Linked DNA regions of Mus musculus: all the other regions are linked to region 2. Evidence: chromatin contacts called from public HiChIP or PLAC-seq data. All regions are on one chromosome and are shown on one strand. The core of a region is the stretch at or near the end of the contact, and the rest is flanking DNA. Distances in the headings are between cores, read along the strand shown. Region 1 holds the start of Abhd17c (abhydrolase domain containing 17C). Region 2 overlaps Tlnrd1 (talin rod domain containing 1). Region 3 overlaps Tmc3 (transmembrane channel-like gene family 3).

The links. HiChIP or PLAC-seq counts read pairs in DNA pulled down with a chosen protein or histone mark.
Region 1: a contact with region 2 is called in an H3K27ac HiChIP or PLAC-seq map of embryonic stem cells, with 4 times the contacts expected there. The contact joins the promoter of Abhd17c here to the enhancer-like site in region 2. A contact is called at or near these places in 5 of 39 promoter capture datasets (3T3-L1-derived adipocytes, the C10 cell line, embryonic stem cells and 1 more), 12 of 484 Hi-C or Micro-C datasets (B cells, CD4 T cells, the G1E-ER4 cell line and 7 more), 9 of 115 datasets of contacts at active chromatin or transcription factors (the 230-238 cell line, CD8 T cells, bone marrow-derived macrophages and 5 more) and 3 of 9 other capture datasets (adipose tissue, liver and pancreatic islet).
Region 3: an H3K27ac HiChIP or PLAC-seq map of bone marrow-derived dendritic cells shows a contact between it and region 2, with 4 times the contacts expected there. The contact joins two enhancer-like sites. A contact is called at or near these places in 2 of 484 Hi-C or Micro-C datasets (the AML12 cell line and large pre-B cells), 7 of 115 datasets of contacts at active chromatin or transcription factors (bone marrow-derived dendritic cells, bone marrow-derived macrophages, embryonic stem cells and 2 more) and 1 of 9 other capture datasets (adipose tissue).

What each region holds. Positions count from the first base shown.
Region 1 is chr7:84,150,545-84,154,966 of GRCm38.p6, reverse strand. It overlaps Abhd17c (abhydrolase domain containing 17C), which reads left to right and starts at 3,074. Exons shown (of 3, transcript NM_133722.2): 1 at 3,074-3,685. The coding sequence starts at 3,123. It overlaps LOC117997403 (a long non-coding RNA gene), which reads right to left and starts at 2,827. Exons shown (of 3, transcript NR_169136.1): 1 at 2,596-2,827; 2 at 2,283-2,421. Gm39044 (a long non-coding RNA gene) reads left to right here. Exons shown (of 3, transcript XR_869770.2): 3 at 939-1,281.
Region 2 is chr7:83,876,217-83,880,532 of GRCm38.p6, reverse strand. It overlaps Tlnrd1 (talin rod domain containing 1), which reads left to right. Exons shown (of 1, transcript NM_030705.4): 1 at 1-38. Among named protein-coding and RNA genes, the nearest start is that of Tlnrd1, 6.0 kb to the left of the region's middle. Within about 2 kb of position 1,767, at least 85 of the 459 cell types and tissues checked have an H3K27ac peak or open chromatin away from gene starts, as enhancers often do. A contact at or near this core is called in 3T3-L1-derived adipocytes, B cells, embryonic stem cells and 4 more, where this site is marked.
Region 3 is chr7:83,615,031-83,619,022 of GRCm38.p6, reverse strand. It overlaps Tmc3 (transmembrane channel-like gene family 3), which reads right to left. Exons shown (of 23, transcript NM_177695.4): 18 at 3,040-3,165; 19 at 2,212-2,290; 20 at 852-894; 21 at 401-487. All of the region lies in intron 1 of Gm16638 (predicted gene, 16638), which reads left to right. Among named protein-coding and RNA genes, the nearest start is that of Gm16638, 15 kb to the left of the region's middle. Within about 2 kb of position 2,557, at least 41 of the 459 cell types and tissues checked have an H3K27ac peak or open chromatin away from gene starts, as enhancers often do.

The DNA of each region.
Region 1 (4,422 bases), core at 1,825-4,324, 270 kb before region 2:
ATCAGGTGAATAAAAGTAACTTTTATACCCTTCTCTTCTGGTCATAATACATAAATCACCTTTTTCATATTAATATGGGCTTGCTTTTACAAATCAAGTCAATCTTCAGTAACTCAACACCTAGAAGACTAATATGAAAAACAATGTTGAACATGTAAATGCCAGTATCAAATATTGAAGTCGATGCCTTCAGCTACATGGTGTGTTTAGCTCATTAGCCCTAGCTGGTGGGTGGGGCAAGAGTTACTTCAACAGCAGTGATAATCCTAACACTGGCTGTGATATGACTTTGTCCCTTCACATGTCCCAGGTCAATTAATTGACTAGACTAATGCTAAGGACCCAACAAACACATTTGCTGGTCTGAATTCAAAGTTAGACCTTACTCTGCTAGAATGGTAAGAATCACATAGGAGTTCTTAAAGGTCAAGTTGGACATCTGTTAACCCTGGTCCTTGTATCTAATAGGGCACAGCTATTCTCCAAGGTAGATGTTAAACTCCCTCAGCCCAAATGCCAAGGCATCCTGTCTCACGTGTGGATGTTCACAGCTAAAGATGGTTGTACAGAGAAGTTGGCATCCAAACACTAGAATGTATTTCCTGAGGAGCTTTTATATGACAGATGTGCTGAGAGGCTGAGTTTGTCAGACCTGGGCAGCACATCTCATTTAGAGGGCCACACGAAGCCTAACTCAGCTCTGCATAGCATGGGTGAGCAAGGCTTGCTCTCTATGGCACACAACATAAGGGTTTAAGTTTAATAGTCAGATAGACACAAATCAGTTTACTTTCACAGGGAGCCTCCCTCTGTACAGCTTCTTAAAATGATCCAAAAATTTAGTTGTTCTATTTAGTTGTTGGTAATGTACAAAATCATATTGCACAAGTCCTTTGCAAAAGGAGACTAAACTAAGCCAACTTTAAATTTCCCAACAGGACTGCCACCAGAACATCTGGAATATGATTGCTATCCTCCCTATTGGCAGCACAAAGATGTGGACTTAGGCATCATTAGCTGTCTGCTCATGAACTGCATGCTATTGCATTCTGTCAGGTGGGAGGAACGGTGCTGGAGGAAGACTGACTGAGACGAGAGTAGATGCTTCTCACTTCAGTTCGGTACTCAGCGTCCTCTATTTTCACTCTGCACTAAAGTGAAATGTACTAGCTTATGTTCCTCACAGAAATACCACCAAGTGGGGACCCGAGACCATTGCCTAAGGCTACCTATGCCCACCCCCAAAACACATGTAATAATAATAATAATAATATTTAAATGTTCACAAATAGCTGATTTGATTGTTTGCTTATTTAATTGAGACATGGTCTCATTGCCCAGTTTGGCATCAGCTCACTATAAAGTTGGGAATGACCTTGAACTTCTGATCCCCGCCACCATTTTTGAGTTGGTGGCTTGTTTAATTCACATGCAAAACTGTTTTCGGTCTTCTTAGAGTGTCTTGACTGACTATGGCAGAGATGGTCCTATCTTTTGCAGTTCTGGCGACTGACCCAGTAGGTATTGCTTGAAAAACACGACACACGTTGACTTAATACGGGAAACAAGCAGGCAAAATATTAACATGAAACAACTCCCAGAGTCTTTGGGAAAAACTTGGGGTCAGTCACTAAAGCCTGGCTAGGGAAGAGCAGCTTTGCCCATCTAACTTTAAAACAGACTTGGAGAGGCGTTGTGGGCAGGCTTTTGGGGATTCAGTGAAGATACGGCCTTTGAAAACTCAGTCCACAAGGTTACTACTTAAAGTGGTACTGGTAAATCAATTTATATTAGGATGCTCAAAATTCTTTTTGTTTAAAAAATGTTGTAATCCTTCTTGGGACATTTATGAGGTCTGGAATGGTGACTGCCCACTGGGGCTCTGGTTGTATTCATTGCAGGTAGCCTAAAATGACCTCCTACCCCTGAAAGGAAAGCCTGGTGCCAAAGTCCAGAGGAGAGGCTCTGCCAACCGGACACCAGGGTTCACACGGTTTCAGAAGCCCTGAGAGTTATATTTGGAAAATCACTTAAAGCCTATAGCCAAGACAATAGTGGATTAAAATCGTTGTAACATGTCTTTCATGATTAAAAAGTCTGGCGCCAAAACAGTTCTAGAGAAACTAACATCAAAAAGGACAGATATGGAGTATCCAGTTGGCACCACAGGGGATGATGTAAGGGATGGGGGTGAGAGAGGACCGTGTTGACACCATTTGTTGTAAAACCAACAGGCTCTGCTGTAATTGTTATTACAGAAAGACCTGCGTAGCTGTACATACCCAACAGCCGCCTGCAACACGGGAACACGTACGAGATGGACCAGAGCATTTATGGTAGTGGCTGTTCAAGAAGTCTTGAATCTCAGCAAGTGGTGGTAGAGGCTAGAAGCATGTGAGTTCTAAACCAGTGTAGGCTAAACTGTCTCAAACAACCAAAAGAGAAAAAAATAGCATTGATTAGAGGAAAGCAAGGCATTTTTAATGTACTCAATTCTCTTTCTCAATAATTATCTTTTACATAAATTCCCAATAACTCCACCAGGACAGAAAGCTGGTTTTGGAGAACTGAATCCTAAAGTATCTGCACACCTACCTTTTCAATCCAGGATTGTCCCAACCGCTCTAATCTCTTCAGACCCCCGCCCCAATCGCGCTAAGCCCCGCCCCAGACTCCAGAGCCTCGCTTCGGACCGGGGAGTTTGTTCTAACGAGTAGCCCCGCCCAGATGCGCTAACTCCCGCCCAAGAGGCGGGAGCCCCGCCCAGCCCGGGGAGTCCTGCTTCAGACTGGGGCGTCCGTTCCGATGGGTAGCCCCGCCCGCCTGTGGGGGCGCGCGGCGCGGTAACCCGGAAGTGGCAGTAGCGTGCGGGGGCGGGGCGGCGCGCTGGAGCGGGCCATGGCCGCCGCCGCCGCGGGCTTTGTGTGCCGCGCGCGAGCCCCGGCCGTCCGCACCTCGCCGGGGCTGCGGGGCTGCCGCTGACCCGCCCCGCTCGCCGCGCCGCGCCCGCCTGGCCCCGCCCCTGGCCTCTCCGCCTTCTCGGCCGGCCTCCAGTTCTCGGCGCTCTCCCTCTGCGCTCCCTGCGCTTCCCTCCCGCCCGCGGCGGGCGCCAGGCCGCCCCGATGCCCGAGCCCGGCCCCAGGATGAACGGCTTCTCGCTCGGCGAGCTGTGCTGGCTCTTCTGCTGCCCTCCTTGTCCGAGCCGCATCGCCGCCAAGCTGGCCTTCCTGCCGCCCGAACCCACCTACACGGTGCTGGCGCCCGAGCAGCGCGCGCCCGCTCCCGCGGCGACCCCCGCGCCCGCCCCGGCGGCGCAGCCCGCTCCGGCCGAGGAGGGTGCGGGCCCCGGCGCGTGCAGCCTGCACCTGAGCGAGCGCGCCGACTGGCAGTACTCGCAGCGCGAACTGGACGCCGTCGAGGTCTTCTTCTCGCGCACGGCCCGCGACAACCGGCTGGGCTGCATGTTCGTGCGCTGCGCGCCCTCCAGCCGCTACACGCTGCTCTTCTCGCACGGCAACGCCGTGGACTTGGGCCAGATGTGTAGCTTCTACATCGGCCTGGGCTCGCGCATCAACTGCAACATCTTCTCTTACGACTACTCGGGCTATGGTGTGAGCTCCGGCAAGCCCTCCGAAAAGAATCTCTACGCTGACATCGACGCCGCGTGGCAGGCACTGCGCACCCGGTGAGCCCCGAGCCACGGTTGGGGTGCGGGCTTGTGCTCCCGGATTGTTGCATTCGCTCGAGATTGCAACAGCCCTCGGGGATGGAGAGCTCAGACTTAAAGGGTCCTGCCTGCTTTTCACTGGCCCGCGCGGCCTGGAGTCTTTGTGGCTCCGGTTAAACGCACGTGGCCGCTGTGGGGGATGCCAATGTACCGGCCAAACCAACTTGGTTGGGCTTGAGTTGTGTCTTGAGCTACGCGCAGACCCCGAAGGTCTGGTAGAAGTGACCTTGGGGTTTTCAGAGCCCTTGACAGCTGGGGAGAGACGATGACCTCTAAAAGACTTTCCAAGTAGAAAGTGTCCCTGGGGCGATGCCTGTGCAGCCCTTAAGGCTGGGTCGGGTCGGGTGTGGGGAGGACTTTGCCTCCTGGTCCCGCAGAGTATGTGGCACTGGGAGATCAGGAAGTTAGCTGAAGAACCTTCCCTAAACACCACCAGTAGCGCAGAGTGTTATAGGCGTGAGGAAATCTCTTGACCTTGAGTTAGCGTTCATAAAACTGGAAAGTATTTATTCAGGGTCTTTTATATGCTAAGCACAAATTGTTATATTCTGAGGACAGACCAGGTTGGGGGGGGGGGGAACTAACTTAAGTTTTACTCTGAACTTAGACATTTGGTTTGCGGGAAAGTCAAGTGACCTGACCAGTTTTGGTGCTTGTGACCTTCCCATGCAATCCCCATAGCACAGGTGGCAACC
Region 2 (4,316 bases), core at 518-3,017:
TCACCATAAAATGTTAGCAGCAAAATGAAATTTAACTTATAAAATCAATTTTTCCCACACTTTCTAAAAAAAAAAACTTAAAGTAATAGTGTGTATACATTTTATTTTCAATGGTCAGAGCAAACCTGGCTGTTGCTCACACCTCTCATTTCAACACTTCAGAGACTGAAGTCGAAGTCTTGCCATAAGTCTGAGGCCAGCATAGACAGTTGGTGTCTCAGCACAGCAAATATGCATTAGGAATTAAGTGAGAAATGGTCAAAGGAGCAGTTGTTTTCTCTAATTAGATCTTGCAAGAGTTATAAAGTAAAATGAAGTGACCTTGGGTATGCTCCTACCCCCCCCCCCCCAGTTCTTTTGTAAAGTTTAGTCTAGATCAGCTGCAGGTAGATTGGCAAGAGGGCTGCCAAAAGAAGTCCTATGTACACATGGAAATTATTTCTATTCGTTGGGTTTACACAAATGATAAAGTCTAAATTTCCTATGGTTCCTTTAGTCTGCAGATATCACAGAGTAAACTGAAAGGAATTAAGAGCCAGAAGAACTAATCCTTGAAGAACTAATTTTAAAACTGCAAGCCAAAAGGCAAAAAGACTTGCCCTATCTCCTTGCATGACATTAACTAGCTAGTCTCCACATTAAATTTGAAACTGCTCTTTCTCACAGAGTTTCTCACAGTTGTCTCAGTGCTTGTGTATGTGATAGGGGTTGAGTGCGGAATGTTAAAAATCTCTGTCCTTGAGAAATGTGATATTTAATTTCTTTTTTTGGTTTATAAGGGTCGGGGTTTGTCTGACAGTAGGTGCCTTGAAATTTTCTCTGTCTTTTCAAGCAGGTTTTTAGAAGCCAGAGTGAGTAGCACACAGTTCCGTTCTGTGTGTGTCTGCAGTGCCTGGTTAGGGACTTGGGCACTGGTCTTTGGCATTCTAATTTCCTTCCAATATATTAGTTGCCAAACTTCTCTTTTAAATAATCCTTGATTTTTTTTTTTTTAAAGAAGTACATCAACCTATTTCATAATAGGCTGTAATGAGGTCAGCAGAGTTACTGGTTCCAGAAATAAAATCAGAACGGCCTCATTCCACTCAGCCTTCTTTTTATAAATATGTAAATTAAGCTTCACCACCACTAACTTCAGTCCAACCCTGGGTTCTTCTGACTTTTCTGGGTCAAGGTTTGTAAGTCAGGTTTAATGCAGAGTCCTTTCTGACCAAGAGATGCCAAGAACCTCCTTAGGCATGCTAAAGAGAAAGACAGAAAACCAGCTAAAACCAGCTAAGTTCCCCGAACAAAAGCCATTGTCTATGACAGTCAACCGAAGGAAATGGGACAGAGCAGGCTTTCAGGCATGACCAGGGGGAAAAGAGATCAAAACAAGACAAGAAGCCTTTCTTTGTCAGTTTAAAGTTTGGGCTTTCTTATTCATCCTGAGTTCTTGGTAAGAATGCAAATCAATCTCTCTCTCTCTCTCTCTCTCTCTCTCTCTGTGTGTGTGTGTGTGTGTGTGTGTGTGTGTGTGTGTGTGACTGTCATTCTGGAAACATCAGTTAACGGCTGAATGGTAGTTATTTTTCACTTTCCTTTTAAAGCTGGTATAGGGGTCTGAGATATTTTGCAGTTTGAGACAGCTAATTTTAACAGGAACACCTGTTTTTTTTCTGAATGAATGTGACTGGTGAACAGGCAGAATGGCGGGGGTTGGACAGAGGACCTCCAGAGTTAGCAACTGAGCAGTGCACAGAGACTGAGAGGACTTGGAGAAGAAATCCACAGACTTAGCACCTCTGCCTGCGGCTGCTGCCTGGCTTGACCTTTGACTCTAGTAGCTGAATGAGTTCTTAAGGAGACCTGGGTTTTAAGGGCAGATCCTCTCAGCGCTTGCTTGATTATTTACTTTGGGTATCTGTGACTAATTGGTCCAATTTGCTTAAGCAAAGTTTCTGGGAGTGATCTGCTTCCCCCTACAATGATAAAGGCTCAAAAACTGTAGTTGTCTAGATATAAGGAAACGCCGCTTTTAGCAGGGGCCTCTGTGATTGAGGTCAGTTTAACAGAATTGGGGTCAATTTAACAAAGCAGGGAGCCCATTAAGATCAGAGGCTATAATGCCTGGCATATATGTATTTTGGTTTTGGTTTTGGTTTTTAAATGAAACTAATAAAATGCCTGCAACAAGATTACATAAGCAAGTAGTGAAATAGTTCCTGTAGGTGGAAGTTATAATGGCCATTTACTGGGCCAAAAGGCAGTGGGAGCCAACTAGGATACAGACAGCTGTGAGTGATGCCTTGCTCTGGACTCAGTACTGCTGTGTGGTCCAAGGACCTTCAGCACCAGCACTATTCTGGATGCCACCTCAGCTTTGTTCACTAGAAGCTGCTCTGTGTTGTATCAGGCTCTCCAGGTGACTGATGCATGCCCAGGTTGGAGCCTCCCTGCCCTATAAAGTATGCAGGTTTCTTTTTTATCTTTAAATCCAGAATACACCCCTTGTGTGTCAGGAGGCTATATCATTTCTATGAGCTTCCCCTTTGCTCTGGTGTCCTTTTCTCTTGGACATTGTGAGCTTAAACCTAAGTCTTTGTATGTGGCAAGCAAGTGCTCTGCCACTGAGGTATGTCCTCAGGCCCGAGGAACTCTTAGATTGATCTTTGAGGGTGTGTGTGTGTGTATCTGATGTGTGTTGTGCTTCATGTGTATCTGATGTGTGTGTGGATGCAACCGTGCACATGCCACAGTTTGCATGTGGAGATCAGAAGACAGGTTTGAGAATTACATCATCAAAATTGTGTAGTAGTACTCTGGGAGCCATCTCTTTAACTTGAGAATTGAGCTCTCTCTCTCACGCACTCTTTCTTTCTATCTCTCCCTCCCCTTTCTCTCTGTGTACATGTGTGCATGTTTATCTAAAGTACAGAGTTCTCTTCCCTTTATGCTTTGGAAAGAAACTGAAACAATACAACATAAACCAGCAAACTGACTTTATGTTCTTACATATTATCTCTTGTGCAAGGTGAATTCAAAAGAAAAAGTCAACCTGTGAGCTCTTTGACCAACCAAGAAAGAACACTTCACTTCTGAGTTTATTTACTATTTTGTATAATTTTTTTTTAATTTATGGGTATGAGTTTTGCATATCTGTGTACTATGTGCATGCCTAGTGCCTCAGAAGGTCAGAAGAGGGCGTTGGATCCCCTGGAACTGGAGTTATGGATATTTGTGAGTCACCACGTGGATTCTGGGAAGCAAACCTGGGTCTCCTGAGAGATCAATAAGTGCTCTTAACTGCTGAGCTTTGCCTCTAGCCCTGGCTACTGAGCTTCTAACACATACTCACAAGCAATGTATGTACAGACCGATTCCAACATGCACTGCAGGAAATCTGTACTGCAGTATGTGATACACCCAGAAGATAGGGTGATCAACCTTAAGAGCTAGAGTTGCCTTTTAAAAGACTCACTCTTCTTGGGATGGTGGCATGAGTGGGTGTGGGGACCAGAAGCTGCTACTCACATGACATATTACTGAGAGGGTACCCAGGATCTCAGTCATACCCTGGCCCTACCCCCTGCCTTGTAAGAACTGCTCTTTGGCACCTTATCCAGGAGGCCCTATTCACGTTTACCCAGGGACACTTCTGTGGTAACGTGAGGTAGCATTGACTGAGTCCTGGCTTTTTTCTGAACTGTGGTAACTGAGGCATTTGCTATCCTTATTTCAGTCTTTAGTTTACAGACCACTTTCACTCATAATGTGTCCTTGGGTCCTTAGAGCACTCTTGGGAGGAGGTAGGTATTACTCACTGTGTCTGTCCTCCAAACATTTGTGCCTCTGTTTTCCCGTTGTAAAAACTAAAGCAAATATTTACAGTGAACTCCATGAAGCGGAAGACCTTGTGATGGACTCCACCAGAGTAACCCCGTCTACCTCCCTGAATGTTAGGTTCACGTCGGTTTTCCTTGACATTCTTGCCTTAACGTGGAGTGCTCTGACACAGCAAGTGCCTCGATGCTTTGCTCTGTCCTCTAAGAAGTGTTCTGTGTAGCTTCAGGCCTCCAATCCAGACTCTGCAACTTTGTATGTCTTAAAATCTTGCAATTACTACATTTTGGGTCTTTAGGGAAGACTTAGATGTTAAATATGAATTTTATCATAATTGAAAAACAAACCCAGTCCCCACAGTTTTAAACTATGACTTACAGTTGGATTTATAAGATTTATTTTTTATGTGTTCAAATGTATGTGTTTGGTGTGTGTGTGTGTACACATGTCACAAAGGATATGTGAAACTAAGAAGACAACTATGATGAATCCTT
Region 3 (3,992 bases), core at 1,308-3,807, 260 kb after region 2:
GTCACCTGGTGACTCCTCCACATGGAATGTGACCCTTGGACTTGAGTCTCCTGCAGGAGAAGAGTTCTCTTCCAGACAGAGCACTTTAAAACATTCATAGGAGCTAGTTCATGGGGATGTTTGAGTTCCATTCTTCGTCATGCTCTGGTAGGTAGCATGGGCTGTGCCAGCTCAGTGGTACCAACTGAGCATCAGTGCACTGACTCAGTGCACTCTATTAGTGGCCTCAAGGGGCAGAGTTACTGGCTCTTTTTTGAGCTGAACCTATCATTCCACCCCCAAATCTGGCCTTCTAGCCATGCCAGATATCTGTTTCCCACATTCTCCTTCCTTCTGGGGCATAGCTTGCTCTTCCCTGGATGGGTCTGAATTTGTAGAACTGGGGGAAAGAAGGTATAACCTTGGAGAGTCTTTGGCTTTGAATTTTCACTCGACTCTGCTTCAGTGGCTGAGCCTGCCTGCCTGGCATCGCTAGGGATGGCTAGGGCTGTAGGTCAGAGAAGACAGAACTTAGGAATGTGGGAGCCTGGGCAGAAGATGGGCTCACATGGGAAGAGATGGGTGCCTGAGAGGATAGACACAAAGTGGTTAGACAAGCAGGTGCTTCAACATTTTCCATATTACCACATTGAGTTTTCTCTCCTGTTTCAAAGCCCCCATCTGATTACAGAGGCTTGGGGGTTAGTTATAGGCCTGCACATGATTAAATCAAGGGCTTAGAGCAGTGGCTGGCCCTGGCTTTACTTTAGTGTGCCCAGTGACTTGAGAAAGTCCAGAACTGGTTATGAGGCCCCTTCTGTAAATGCTTACCAACTTAGAGAGTAGACATTTGTATTTTAAGGCTCACTTACCCTCTACCATTTGGGCAACCTTTTTCTTATCTTCAGATCTCGCCTAGAAAATAAGAATGACAACCAGTTTGCTTTAGGTTTAAGAGGAAGCAGTTACCATTTTATTTTGGAGAGAGAGAGAAAGACTTATGTGCTATTATTCATACTCTGGACACAATAGTACCACTGAGGACAGAATGCTCAGGACATAGAGGCTAGACCTATTCTTTGAGTGAATAAATGTAGACATGGAAAAGCCAAGGTTTTATGCCTGAGGGGTTTCCTGTAAGAACAATTAGTTCATGCATGTGTGAAACTCTGCCAAGGCAAACAGTATCCTGTAGCTGAAGGAGTTGGGACCTGTAGAGTTTCATATTCTGGTTATTTTAGGGATGAGGCCCAAGTCTCAGTTGAGATTCATTTTGCTTTACTTGTACTGAGCACATTCAGCCTGGAGGTGACTTTATAGAATATTATTTTCGACAGTTTTTGTACATGAAAGAGTTTCCTGTTTTGGAATTTTACTCTCAGCCTCATGCTGACACTCAAGGACTTTCAGGTCCTGAAACAGTTCAGATCTTTAGATTAGGGAGGCTCAGTCTGAAATGGTTTGAGTCACAAAGAAAATACAAATGAGCCACTAGGGAGATATCCATGGACAAAATGCCCTGCAACTGGAAATGGCTTCCTAACTTGACATTTCACAAAGCCAGGCTGTTGCTCCTTTACATAAATTTGCATGTGTGGGAGCAGTTGTTTTCTTTACCTAGTGAAAAGGGGATATGGGGTTGTTTTTCAGTGATGATGAGAGACAGGAGGTGAGCAGGAGGCCTCACTTAAGGAAGTATGACTTTCAGGATACACACGACCCAGAGAGTTTGGTACCTTGGATACCTCCTTGGCCTCCTCCTGACCTTGAGGGAGCAGGAGACAGAAGCAGAAGGCCAGGGAGTATCTGCCTCAATCTGGTTACTTTAGGAGAGGTGTGTACTCCAGGTGGGAAGGAGTCTATGTCAGACAAAATCTAAAAAATAAGAAAGAAGAGAGCAGAGTGCTTGGGGTTCAAATAGTACTAGGGGCTCAGGGGTCAAAGTTGATCCAGGTGGGGGTGGCTCTTCACCAGTCTATTAAAGTCTACCGAGCTGCCATGCAAAGAGGGCTTAAGTGAGCATCAGGCTTGCTCCCAGCCAAAGCAAGTGACCACTGGCTATTCTCAGAAATAACTTGGAGGGACTCGGTGGGTAGTCACTTTGTACCATAGCACATGTGCACTGTAATCTGAGGGTTGGAGCTGCTTTGGACTCTCATGCTGGAGAGGGTGCAGGTATCTGGCCAGGGCTGACATTGGCATGGATGAGAGCTGAGTTCAGATGATACTTGCATTTTGGATCTGCATCCTGAGTTGCTGGCTGCTGAGCTTGAGTGATCTCGCGATGCTCTGAAGGTAGTAGATGAGCATGCTGGCATGGAAGGACATGGGATAGTAAGCAGGGTTCTTAAATTGCTTCTGTAGCTTCCCAGCCCTGCTCGGGGGCAGCAGAAGTGAGGGTTCCTCCTCACTAACCTCTGAATCTTGAACAAAAACACATCTGCCTTCTTTCTCACAGCCTGTGGTCACTGGGAAAGCACAACTTCATTTTTTAAATTTTTGCTTCCCGCAGCTGACCCCTGTTGCTTCAGATTCTGCACCCTGACAATAAATACAAGGCACCAAGACCAGCAGGCACCTTGCAGCCAATCAAGCTGTGGCTACTGGTTTCACTTCTCTCTGAAAGACCTAAGAAACATAAGCTACTCAGCTGAATTATGACATTTCAAAATTATCTACACTTCTGCAGAATACTCTACTGGTATTCATAGTGTCCGGACCTGTTAGAGTGGCCACAGTAACCTTCCAGATGGTGTGGTTGACTTGGGAGCTATGCAGCCATCCCTCTGTAGCATGGTGCCTTGTGTTCTCAAGTGTGGCTCAAGATCAATGTTTAGATCATCAACACTTGTAAGTGCTTTCTGAATGGACTAATTTTTTTTTTTTAATTATTGGACATCAGTGTGATCAGGTGACTACACACTTGTCCTAGAAGGCTGAGAGGTGTGGCACCCCTTGGAGACTGTGGGCAATAGTGTCTCCTCAAGTCTGGAAGTTATGACAGACCCCGTAGGCTGGGAGATATGATGCCCCCTAGGGGCTGGGAGGTGTAGCACTCACAACAGAAGCAGCACAGCTGGAAGTATCACCACGGGGCTGCTGATATGTCCAACTACAGCGTGAAACCAGGTCGGGAAGTCATTCTCTATCGTCTCGGACACGATGTCATAAATTTTCTCTTGTCCGCTAGGAAAAAAGAAAAAGATAACTCCAGATTGGACTGCTTTTGCCAGGGGAATGTTTCAAGATCTATCAAAAGTGTTTGGGTGTCTAGAGATGGATCTCCACAAGTGGCTATAAAAGCTGGAGGCCAATCTCCAAATGACCAAGATGCCTAACACTCCTGAAGTTATGTGAAGTAGTGATCTGGTTACCTGGTAGGTCTGGAGGTGAGGCCACTGATCGCACTATGAGTGCACTGGCCTTTTAGCAAGTAAATGAAGACACCTCTAACGGCTTCCTGGCTCAAAACCGGCTTAGGCAAAGATGGAGATGGCAGTTGAGATCTGTATGGCTATAGCAAGACACTCCAGACTGAAAGCTGGCACAGACTGTCTTCAAATGAAGCCTGGCTTCAGTCACATAGATTTCTGTACAACCATCTGCTCCTTTCCCCTCCTTTTCTTTTCTACCTCCAAACCCTTCTTTAGATCCACCCACTTGCTCTCTTTCAAACCCCTGATCTCTTTTTGCATCAACTCATAGTACATGCATACTTGTATGCATATGTATATTTATATTATACATATATTTCTAAATACATTACTACAACCTATTCAGTCTGGATATATTATATACAAGTGTGTTTTCAGTTTTGTGACAGAGTCCTACTCAGTAGATCAGGCTGACCTTTAACTATTGACAGTCCTCCTGCCTCAGCCTCTCAAATACTAGGATGATAGGGGTGACGAACCACACCATGCTCTGTTGGTTGTTTTCCATTATTTAAAAATATTGTATTGTGTTATATTAACTTATCCATTTGCTTGGTTACTTATTTCACTTTTCTATGT